Regions from separate parts of the Mus musculus genome. Here region 1 is linked to region 2. A link is a contact called in public Hi-C data. All regions are on one chromosome and are shown on one strand. Each heading gives the region's core, a stretch centred on a gene start, on an enhancer-like site or on the middle of the called end of the contact. The rest is flanking DNA. Distances are from core to core; before and after follow the strand shown.

The links. Hi-C and Micro-C count contacts between places; a contact is called where the count stands out from the background.
Region 1: a Hi-C map of myocytes shows a contact between it and region 2, with 3 times the contacts expected there. The contact joins two enhancer-like sites. A contact is called at or near these places in 2 of 39 promoter capture datasets (cranial neural crest and embryonic stem cells), 3 of 484 Hi-C or Micro-C datasets (3T3-L1-derived adipocytes, myocytes and tail fibroblasts) and 1 of 115 datasets of contacts at active chromatin or transcription factors (astrocytes).

What each region holds. Positions count from the first base shown.
Region 1 is chr13:41,801,716-41,807,496 of GRCm38.p6, forward strand. The region is part of intron 4 of Adtrp (androgen dependent TFPI regulating protein); the gene reads right to left. Among named protein-coding and RNA genes, the nearest start is that of Adtrp, 43 kb to the right of the region's middle. Within about 2 kb of position 2,441, at least 56 of the 459 cell types and tissues checked have an H3K27ac peak or open chromatin away from gene starts, as enhancers often do. A contact at or near this core is called in myocytes, where this site is marked.
Region 2 is chr13:41,641,408-41,646,682 of GRCm38.p6, forward strand. No RefSeq gene overlaps it. Among named protein-coding and RNA genes, the nearest start is that of Gm5082, 4.8 kb to the right of the region's middle. RefSeq lists an enhancer at 1,805-3,276. Within about 2 kb of position 2,509, at least 64 of the 459 cell types and tissues checked have an H3K27ac peak or open chromatin away from gene starts, as enhancers often do. A contact at or near this core is called in myocytes, where this site is marked.

The DNA.
Region 1 (5,781 bases), core at 1,191-3,690, 160 kb after region 2:
TCGAGATGCATTTTTAAAAATCTGTGACCTGTATGAGAACAGTCTATTGATAAAGCACCAAGAATAAATGGAACTTTGAAAGCAGGCCAGTCCAGCACAAATTGGAATGTCTCTGAATTGGGATTAAAAGAAAGAAGAAAAAACAAACAAACAAAAACTCCCCCAAAATCCAACAAAACCAGGCAAGCTGAGGTCATCCAGGTTCTCCAGAAATGAAGAAAGCAGGCCTAGTGAGAGTCTGGTGGATTCTAGTTAACAAAAAGCCTGCAGTGGATAGCAATCCCGAGGCAGGTCATTATTAGATGCCCTTCTGTTTGCAAGTATGGCGAAGTTCTTGTCCAGCAAGTAACTGTTGCCAAAGCCAAGATTTGTTTCTGGTTTCCCTGCTGGGCTTTTAAGTGTTCATCTGCCTTCTCAGGGTCACTCTGGTGAATGTTGGGAGGACAGAGGGACCCACCTTAGGTTAGGAAGTCCAGAAGAAAGCAAGAACTTCGATGGTGTTTCTAAGCAACACTTGCTCAACCCGCTCAACCACACCCCTGTAATTAGGCCTGCCATCCTGTCCAAATTAGGGGCAGGGTTAATAGCTGTGCTTCTCTGTGCTGGGGCTTCCTAAACATTTGCAGCAGCTTGGGGCTCTTCCCCACCATGTGTCCACAGGAGTGTCCATCTACTGCCTTTACCTGTCCATCTACTGCCTTTACAAACGCCCCCCCCTCCCCCTCTCTCTGGAGTCACAGGAGAAATTGTATCTCCAGCACTGTTTTTCTGCTCACAATGTAAACACAGTGGCTGTGCTTTCAATATGGCCCCCTCTTGCCAAAATTCCCGCTGAAACTTTGTTGCAGTGTTGGGGCCTTTGAGAAGGATTTGAGCCTTTCTGAAGGAACTGGACTGGATCTTTCAAGAGGACATTAGTCTGCCCTTTGTAACAATGGAATCATCACACATTTATACAAAGGGGTCTCCTTCCCTGCCCCCTTCCATATGCTGGGTTGACAAGTTCTCATGCAGATCTAGCATCTGATGCCACCCGCATACTACAGTGTGAAGCCTTCACCAGGTACAGCCACTTCATCTTGAGCTTCCCCGTCACTAAGACTGTTGAGCTGAATAAATCCCTTTTCTTTATAAATTGTTTCATCTCCAGTATTCGGTCATAACACGGGCAAATGGACTAGGATGCTAATCAAGAGTTGAAAATGGCCAGAAAACGTTTTTAGAATTTCATGCTACAACGGACTGGAATCAGAGGTGATGTGAAATGGTTGTCCCTGAGCTTATGACTCAAAGATACTTCATATCCTTCAATAGGTGACACATTAAAAATGCATAGCGGCAGAGGGGTGACTGGAGAGATGACTTGGTGGAGAAGTTACTACTGCTAGAGAGTGAGGACCTGCGCTTGAGTCTCCAGAACACTTGTACAAGCTTGGCAGGGGTAGAGCACATCTGTGATCCTAGCATTTTCAGGAGAAGATGGGAGGCAGAGGGAGGAGAACCCTATCTTCAGCACCAACAAGCTGAACAGGAGCCTATAGACGATGCTGAGAACTGATACCGAAGATTTCTGAGCTTTGCAGGTAGATCACAGCACATGTATCCACAGAATTCACAGCAACACACACAGAGAGAAACAGAGAGAGACAGGGAGAAAAGAGACGCGCGCGCGCGCGCACACACACACACACACACACACACACAGACACAGACAGAGAGAGAGAGAACACACAGAGAGAGAACACAGAGAGAGAGAGAACACAGAGAGAGAGAACACACACACAGAGAGAGAGAGAACACACAGAGAGAGAACACAGAGAGAGAGAGAACACAGAGAGAACATACACACAGAGAGAGAGAGAACACAGAGAGAGAAAACACACACACACACAGAGAGAACACAGAGAGAGAAAACACACACACACACACACACACACACACACACAGAGAGAGAGAGAGAGAGAGAGAGAGAGAGAGAGAAAGAAAACAATACCCCTGATGGAACTGGTCAAAGCACACTGAGGATTTATTTCTTGCACTTGTATGCAAATCTGTAAGTATCTGAAAATAGCTTAACTGAGAGCCAGAGAAGGAATAAAGGAAAACCGTGCACACAGTAGGTGTTACATGTTTGCACATAAAGATTGTGCAGGGCAGGGAAACAAGCCCTTCTGTCTAGTAATTGATGTGCCTGGAGGAAAAACTGTATTAAGGATAAAGATGTCGGAGAAAATGTATTTTTACAGTTTCAGGGTCACGAGCTGGACCTAGCTTGTCACAGTTCAGCTTCGGCTTCCTTCCTCTTCTGTTCCCCTGCAAGGTGTTCAGCACGGAGAGTTGGAAGCATTTTAGTTCTGATTCTACGCCCACATTTGTGTCTTTGGGGAGCAGCAGGGCGAGGCATGATGAATCATTACTACTTGGTAGTGGCAAGCAGCTGTGAGGTCACCAGCTGAATATAAGCAAGTGGTCACAAGCGTCATGTTTGTGTAAGAATAGAGTCAAGACTGCTATTTTAAGAATGTCATACAAATAGATTTTTAATCTCTTGTTCTTTTCCCTGGATTTAACATGAGATAAAAATAATGTAGTGTCTCTTCCCGGAATTCCCACTAGGAAAGAGATTTGTGGGTTTCTGAGTTGTCTACCTGGTCTGGTGAGATTTCCCTACTGCAGCTAACTGCCTATGCTAACAAGAGCTCCTAAGTAACCCCATTTAATTTTTTAAAAATCTAATTACTGATACTCATGGACACAAAAAACTCTAAGCTCAAAACCGGTTATCCATCTCCTTTGACTACAAGATAGCCAACCAATGATCAACACCAAGAATACGAGTTCTTAGCATTAAAGCTGTTCAGCACTTACTACCTATGTCTCTCAGCCCCAACTCCAACTTCAAGCATTCCACGTTCTAGAATAGAGATCTACTGAGCAATGCCAGCCTCCCACTCCTTTATTTGATCCCCCTGTTCCTGCCAGATCAAATAGTATCCACTTGGTGTTTTTCTTGGGGTCTCAGGACGCTGTTAAATCAATCTGATCAGTGCCCTTTTAGAAGAGAAGGTTCAGAGGCACCTGCGCACAGGGGAGGTAAAGTAGGATGGATGAGGCCACCTCTTAAGACACTAGTGGGATGCTATGAAAGGTTTCTATTGTTAACAAACCACAGTTCCCTCTAGTGAGCAGGGGCTGGTGGGGGGGGTGGGGGGAGAAGGAAAGAAGGCAAGTAGAAGCTTCTGGAAAAAGCAAAAAGAAAAATTAGGAAGTGACATTATCAACATGTGAGATTGTGGTTCTCAAGATCCAACTTTCTCCTTCCCAGGCCAGGTTCCTTTTCTCTGTCACCACTGTCTCACCTGTGTCATGGCGTCATTGCCAAATTACATAGTACCTTATCTTCTTTACATGGGTGGTCCATGAGGGTTTAAAGACAGTACTGGACCACAGTTTGCTAGCCGCAAGCTTCAATAACATCGCTACCTTTGTCTAGCTGAATGGACAGAATCCCTTATTGTCTTCAGGGTTTAGGAGCTCTGCAAACGGGAGAAAGTATATACAGTAAGAGTGTTGCCATCATAAACCATAGCAACAGAATGATGCCCCTCCCCCCATCAAGATGTCTATACCCCACTTCCTGGAAGCCTTCCTTGGGAGGACTACTTCACATGGTCAAAGGTCTTTGGTGATTGTTAAGAGTCAGATATTTATTATTTGAATGTGCCCCTCAAGGTTTCGTATGGTGGACATTTGGTCCCACGGATGTAGGGGTGGGAAGTGGAGGGACTTTTAAGAGGTGGGGCCTAGAAGGCAGAGGTTCCTGTGTTATTGGCAGTTCTGCCTTTGGGAGAATTAAGGTAGATCTCTCCAGAGCAAGTGGCTATAAAAGCCTAGGCTGACTGCTGACTCTCTCTGTAGCTTCCGGTGGATGATGTCATCTCCTTCTGCACACACATTCATCGTGTTCCATGAAGCTTCACCCAGAGTCTCTGCTATGCTGTTTGGATGTCCAGTCTCCCAAACTGTGTGTTAAACAAACCTCTTCTTAAAAAAGCAGCTCACCTCAGGGATTCTTCAGTCCCTCCTTACATTGAAAAATCAAATGTCTTGTTCATCATTTCGTTTATGATCTAAAAGGTATGGAGTTGCTAAGCATGATGTCTGTATTTATTCCTTCTTTCTTTCTTTCTTTCTTTCTTTCTTTCTTTCTTTCTTTCTTTCTTCCTTTCTTTTTTTTTTTTATTTATTTTTTTTTTTTTTTTGGTTTTTCAAGACAGGATTTCTCTGTGTAGCCCTGGCTGTCCTGGAACTCACTTTGGAGACCAGGCTGGCCTCGAACTCAAAAATCCACCTGCCTCTGCCTCCAAAGTGCTGGGATTAAAGGTGTGCGCCACCACGCCTGGCTACAAAGTCTGTATCCCAGCACTCGGGAGGCAGAGGCAGGCAGATTTCTGAGTTCGAGGCCAGCCTGGTCTCCAAAGTGAGTTCCAGGACAGCCAGGACTATACAGAGAAACCCTGTCTCAAAAAACCGAAATAAATAAATAAATAAATATTCATCAGCTTTACTTCATGCTTCTCATGCTATCCCATGAAGACAAAAAAAAAGTGCTAAGCACACAAATTTGATTTTTAAAAAAATGAATAGCATAGCTATTGATTTTTGTCTTTTGTTTTGAGCTACAACATATTGCCTATGAACGAGGAACCTATGTATAGTTATATTGGCTATTCTTATCCTGAGAACAACATTCACTGGAATGTGAAAGGTCTGAGGCCTTCTTAAATAGTGCATTAATTTAATGGATATTTGTGTTAGCCCTGAGAAATGGCTTGAAGACTCACTCATATTCATAGGAGATGTCCCTAAAAGTTTGAAAACACAGAGACATGGAGACATGTCTAGGCTGTGAGTTACTGTGTGGGAAGAGTGCAGGTGGAGGATGAGGAATCAGGAGGGAGACACAGGGGTTACAAGGCCTGGAAACCAAGGTCAGCCATCAGTGGCTGACATGTCCAGGATGGATCTAGTTTATTCCTTAGGATTCACACACTGACACTGAGCCCAAACAACTCCGACAGAGCTAATGGGTGGGAGAGAGAAATCCGAGACAATGCCTGTAGGTTATCCAGCTGTACTTCCGGTTCCCAGGACATATTTGTCAGGTAAGAATCATATGCTAATACCAGAGCATGTTACCATGTAAGCCAGTGTTATGTGTTAATATTTACTGCTCTTCTCTCTCTCTCTCTCTCTCTCTCTCTCTCTACAGGCTCAATCAGGCTTCAAAATCACTGGGTGCGAAAACTCTTGTCAAATGTTACTCGCACCATCTGTGTTACCTAACTTCCTTCACTATAACAAACTATAGGAGAGACACAATTTGGAAGATGAAGGGTTGACTTGGGCTTGTGTTTTTAGTCCTTGCTGATGAAGCAAAGCATCATGGTAGAAAGTTGCTGGGGAGGGGGCAGAACAAGGCTGCTTTCCCCCAGCAGCCAGGAAGCATGAGAATGGAAAGCTAGACACGAGACATTCTTCAAAGGCACACACCCCTGGCCCACTTCCTCTAAGTCAGCCCAGCTCTTAACAGCCATGACTTTATGAATCTCTTGATCCAGCCACCCCTCAGCAGCACCAGCACTGAGGGCCAGTCCATCCATCCATGAACACATATGCCCTCGAGAGGGACTGGGTAGTTTCAGGCACCACACACATCCCAGGGCTTAATAATTATTTCCCAATGAACAAAGGACAGTGGGGCCAGTAACCGAGCCGCTG
Region 2 (5,275 bases), core at 1,259-3,758:
ACAGCGGACTCGCTGTGTTCTCATACACCAGTGGAGTGGCCTGGAGGCAGTTTGCCTGCATCTGTAAGATCCTGGGCCCAGACCCTGGTTCCACAAAAGCCATAGAAAATAAAACGTCATGGCCTTTCTGGATCTTCTGTCAGTTTTGTCTGGGCCAGTTTCACCTGTGGACTTTGAAAGTGTTGAAAAGGTTAAGCAGCAGGTTGAAAGACAGTTTAGTTAACTGTTATATTTGCTGGTAACCAATCTTGTCCTAAACCAACCCTGGGCCACATACGCATTTATTTCTACAAGTCACTATTCTAAAAATGAAGTCACAGGACTGGGGTGGTGGCTCAGTCAGTAATGCTGGTTGCATCCAGAGCTCCAGCACTCATGTAAAACATCAAATGTAAGGTCACAGAGACAAAAGGCACCCTGTGTTTGCTCCTTAGCCAGTCCTGATTGATAAGTTCTAGGTCCAGTAGAGACCGTCTCTAAAAATAAGGTATCCTTAGCGAGATGGGTAGTGAATGAAGGCACTTGCCACAGAATCTGATGACCTAAGTTCAGTCTCCAGTACCCATATGGTGGAGAAAGTTCAGATATAAATGGAGAGTGATGGGAAGGCATCAGTCATCGGCCTTGATACACACATAACATGGCAATATGGAACCTGGGAGTCAATATGTAGTCAGAGTTCTTAAAAGATTGCTGAGGGAGATGCCAGGCTAACCATCCTCTTGAGGAGGGAGCAGAGAGCCACTCCCTATGAATGTCACTGGGACAAAAAGTAGCCTAACTGCATGTTAAGGATGCAGACAATTTTCACATGTACTGGTGTTTATCTAATTCTTACTAAACTGAAGTCTACTTTCCTTTTCTTTTGGAACAGAAGACGTTCTCATTCTGCCATAAGAATAACTTTCCAGCCGGGCGTGGTGGCGCACGCCTTTAATCCCAGCACTCGGGAGGCAGAGGCAGGCGGATTTCTGAGTTCAAGGCCAGCCTGGTCTACAAAGTGAGTTTCAAGACAGCCAGGGCTATACAGAGAAACCCTGTCTCGAAACCCCCCTCCCCCCAAAAAAAAGAATACCTTTCCACAGAGACTGTGAACCCAATCCAACCAAACAAGAACTCGAGACGGAAGGTACATCTTGCACAAATGCACACAAAGTTTATTACTTTGTATCATCTTTCTTGGGCTCAGAGTAATATTTTGAAATGTTTTTGAAACGGGTAAGTATCCTTAAATATTTTATATCCGCTGAGCATTGTGAGAAGACCCTAAATTTCAGACAAGATCAGAGACAAAGAAAACCCAGAAAAAAAGACACTTGAGTCCTCTTCCAAGCCACCTAGTGGAGGACAAGTCCTGCTCAGGCAGGAGAGACCAGCTCAGACTCACTGTCACTGAATGGGCACGCACGCCTAAGTTAGGGATGAACAAGGTCTGTGTTTTTAGGAACAATGAAGGAAATCAAACCCCATGGTGGATCTCTCAGACGGAAGTTGGATCTACCTCCAGAAACACTTGAGAAACATCTCTACCTCTTAGGACTGTCTACGTGCACTGAAGTTTTCGTTATTTTTTTGTTACCAGAGCCAGTCTTGGGCTCATAGTCCTGAGGAGAATTTATAGAAGGGAATTGGGTTGGCTGGTTTAGTTGCCAGGCCATATTTTGCCACTAGATGGCAGAGTTGTTCCACCTTTTTCTACTTGGGCATCCAGATTAATTTAGTTTGTCCTTTTGGGCTTATTCCCTTAAGACACGGCTAATTTTTTGTTTAACACATACGTAAGTAAATTAAACGTGAGAAAAAGCATGGTTTCTGCATGCCATTGTTGGTCAATTTTTACTTCTTAAGAATGTTTAAGATACACTGTTGAGGGTTGTTTCCAAATAGAAAATTTCACATTAGTTGTAATAATGTGATTTTTTTTTAAACTATGTCACTAGCCTGGCCTTGATTTATGTATTTTTTAATTCAAATACTTATTGCCTAGTGATACTTTATCAAATTGAGTATAGTACGTAGCAAGTGTCAGTTACATAGTGTCTAGGGGACGAAGCCTACTACAAATATTCCACAACCTTAAGGCACTATGACCGTTGCCTATCAGGTCCTGGTCTGCCACCCATTGCTTTAACATGGCCATGATCAGTTTCTGTGACTCTGTTTAAACACCAGTAAACCCAGAATAATTTCTATATTCAACCTATAATTCTGCTTCCTCTGTCATCCATTTATCTGTCTTCAGGACAGACAGACAGACAGTAATTCTAGGGAGTGGTAATGAACAAAGCAAGAACCAGATTCAGTGTTGGGGAGTAGGTACAGTGCATGTTGAGAAATTTCTTTCAAACTTAAACTGTCCCCTTGACCAGGGTGCTACTCTGGCGACAGAGCCCGCTGGGGGATTTTTTTTCTTTCTTTTTTTAGAAACAGTTATGGAGAGGAGCCTTACAAAGCAGAATGGATGAACTTGCTCAGCCAGCAAATTCCTTGCATTCCCTAGACCAAATATGTCCATGCTGAGGAAGCCACAGCAGTGACTTTAGTGAGGTCCTCTGAAGGACAGGCATGACGCGCCTGTCAGCTGTGCCACCAGGTCACCAGCCACCTCAGATCCTGTTGCTGTTGGCTTTGTGTATTGTTGTACAGAAATAACTATAGCTCGGACCCCCGAAGGGCAGGTGCTTTTATGTCCATAGCTTTTTTGACTTGAAAAGCACACAGCACATTACCCAGTGTGCTCTGACCTCTGTAGGGACTGTGCAGACAAACACGGAAGGCGCTTCCAGCTGTGGTCAGGACACCTTGAGAAGAGGACCTGAGAGTTTTCATAAGCCTGCTCTTCCTTCCTTGTCCCTTTATGTTGGGACTAGTGCCATTGGGTGATTCCAAACAGCGATACAAGAAGGTAGCAGGGCACCCTACAGAAATGGGTGGGATTTGTCCCTAAGGAGAGACCTGGTCATCTTTCTGGACTGACCTCTGTGTACATGAGACTCCATTTTAAACCTAATGTCTTGTCTACTTCCCCAAAGTAAATGAACTCTCCTTCTCTTCTCAGAGGTTGAGCTGCCGTGGTTTGTGTCACACCATCTGAACAGGTGCATTCTCTTACATCCCTGGACTGGGACTGAGCTGTCACTGTGAACTCAACGCTAACCTAAGCTTCAGCCGTAACCCTCACTGTACCCTCAACACCAGTACTATGTTTGAAACGTTAGTGTCTACGATTCTCAGTTCAAACATGTGTAATTTGAGCTACTTGGGTTTTCAAGGTCAATGAGAAGGCAAGAGAAATTCAAATTTAAATCATAACCTCTCTCTCCCCCACCCCACCCCCGTGGTGTGTGTGTGTGTGTGTGTGTTTGTTCTCATGTGTGCCTAGAGAAATATAAAAGCTGCTATTATTGGCAGAGCAGTAATTCTGCTGTTTCCCAACCTTCAATGTCAAACCTCTCCAACGTGCTTCATTTTATCTTCCCAGTCTGATATGACTCGGGAAGCATTATTGTTGTTTATTTAGGGAATTTGTTGGTCCTGTTTGGGTTGCAACCCAGGGTTTTGTGCACACCAGGAAAGCATTCTTCCATGGGGATAGACCCCAATGTGTGTTTTGTTCCTGCTTTTCTGTCCAGAATACATTTACTCGTTAAACAAAGGTCTTTCATGGAACTTGGGCAGCTGGTTAAACAAAGTCTGTTCTGAGGGCCACCCTACAGTGACTACAGCAGCCCTTGTCTGGACTCTGGTAAGCCTCGGGGGCCAGTGGGTTCTTTGGGCATGGATTATTTCCTGGACAGCCTGAGTCCAGCTCTTCTACATGTTAAGCTTCATCTTAACACTTTGTAAAGAAAGCAGAAAGGCCTACCTGAGACTCTGGTGGAATTCTGTTTGATCGTGCTAGGGGTGGGGCAGTTACCCAGTCCCTTCATCATAATGGTTACACAGCAGTGTCGTGGACTTGTAAAAGTATCCCTGTATTTATTCAAGGCCTTAACTAACCAGACTGTTTTCCTTCATAAATAAAACCTGTATGGGTTCCAGACTCTTAATTCTTCGCTGATTCAATGTGTAGCACTGGCTAGCTGGATCAGAAAAATAAAATCACTAAGTCGGAACTAGTCTTTGTGGTTATTTTGAGTTCAGCATAGACCAAAGAACTAAAGGATCCTTTGACTGTCACAGTAGTGGGATCCTGTGTTTGAGAGATGTCTGTGGGACAGGGCCTGAAGAGTGTCAGCAGCTGGCTCCATGGCTCTGGTGGAAAAAACGGAGCAGCGAGCTGAGCAGCTCCTGTCAGGATCAAACGACAACATATCAGTTGTGACAACGGGATCCATTTGTGGTGTCAGAATCTGTCATGGAGAAGCCATTAAAAGGTTAGGCTGGAATTTAGCTTACAATGGTGTCCCCAAATAAAGACTAGCTCAACATGATGTCACCTCTCCTATTGTAGGAGAGGATGGGGGCAGAGATAATAGATTGACAGGCAACCCTTAGAGAATTTCTCTTTCATGTTGAATGGTATTATCTTGCATGGATCACATTCTATGTTAAAATACCCCCGTTTCAAATATGTCTACCTGACTTCAGTCACCATTTCTGTGATGACACAAGTGGGCAGGCTCTTCTCGCTTTGCAGTGTAGAAGAGAATTAAAGCAAGAAGAAACTAGATGTGGGCTTTTCCAAAAGAACTGTCCCCAAAATGAACCAAAGAACCCTTGAGGTTAGCCCCAGTGTGGAAGCAGGGCTTTTCTTATAATTGAAAATCTGAACAATGTGGAAGAAAATAAGTAAGAATTGGTTTCTTCTTCAATATCTATTCAGTGTTTTAATTTCTGGAAGATAATGAAATTTGAAAAAAAAAATAAAAGCAATTTGAAAAACACCACTTGGTGGGATTCCAACTTTGTAATGTATATATACCTCAAAGAAGTCTGGTTATTTTGGCTACTTCTAATCTGGGCTGGTCTCATTCTTTTGTTCAAAAATTGCCCCAAAATGCTAGCTTTTAACACAGTAAAGTTTGGCAAAATAAACATATATCTCTAAAATTCTCCAATCTTTCCCTATTTTTTAACACACAATTAAACGTGGATCAGACTAAATGTAAATAACATTTATTAAACATGTTCCAAAGGGCATGGAATGAGAGGCTTTTGCACAGAAGTATCAGCCCAAAATGGATACAGTTGACCTCTATACCCCTATCTTAGAGAGTCACAACTTAAATATGTATATTTAAGATGGTAGAAAGAGCTTAAGACCCTTTCCAGT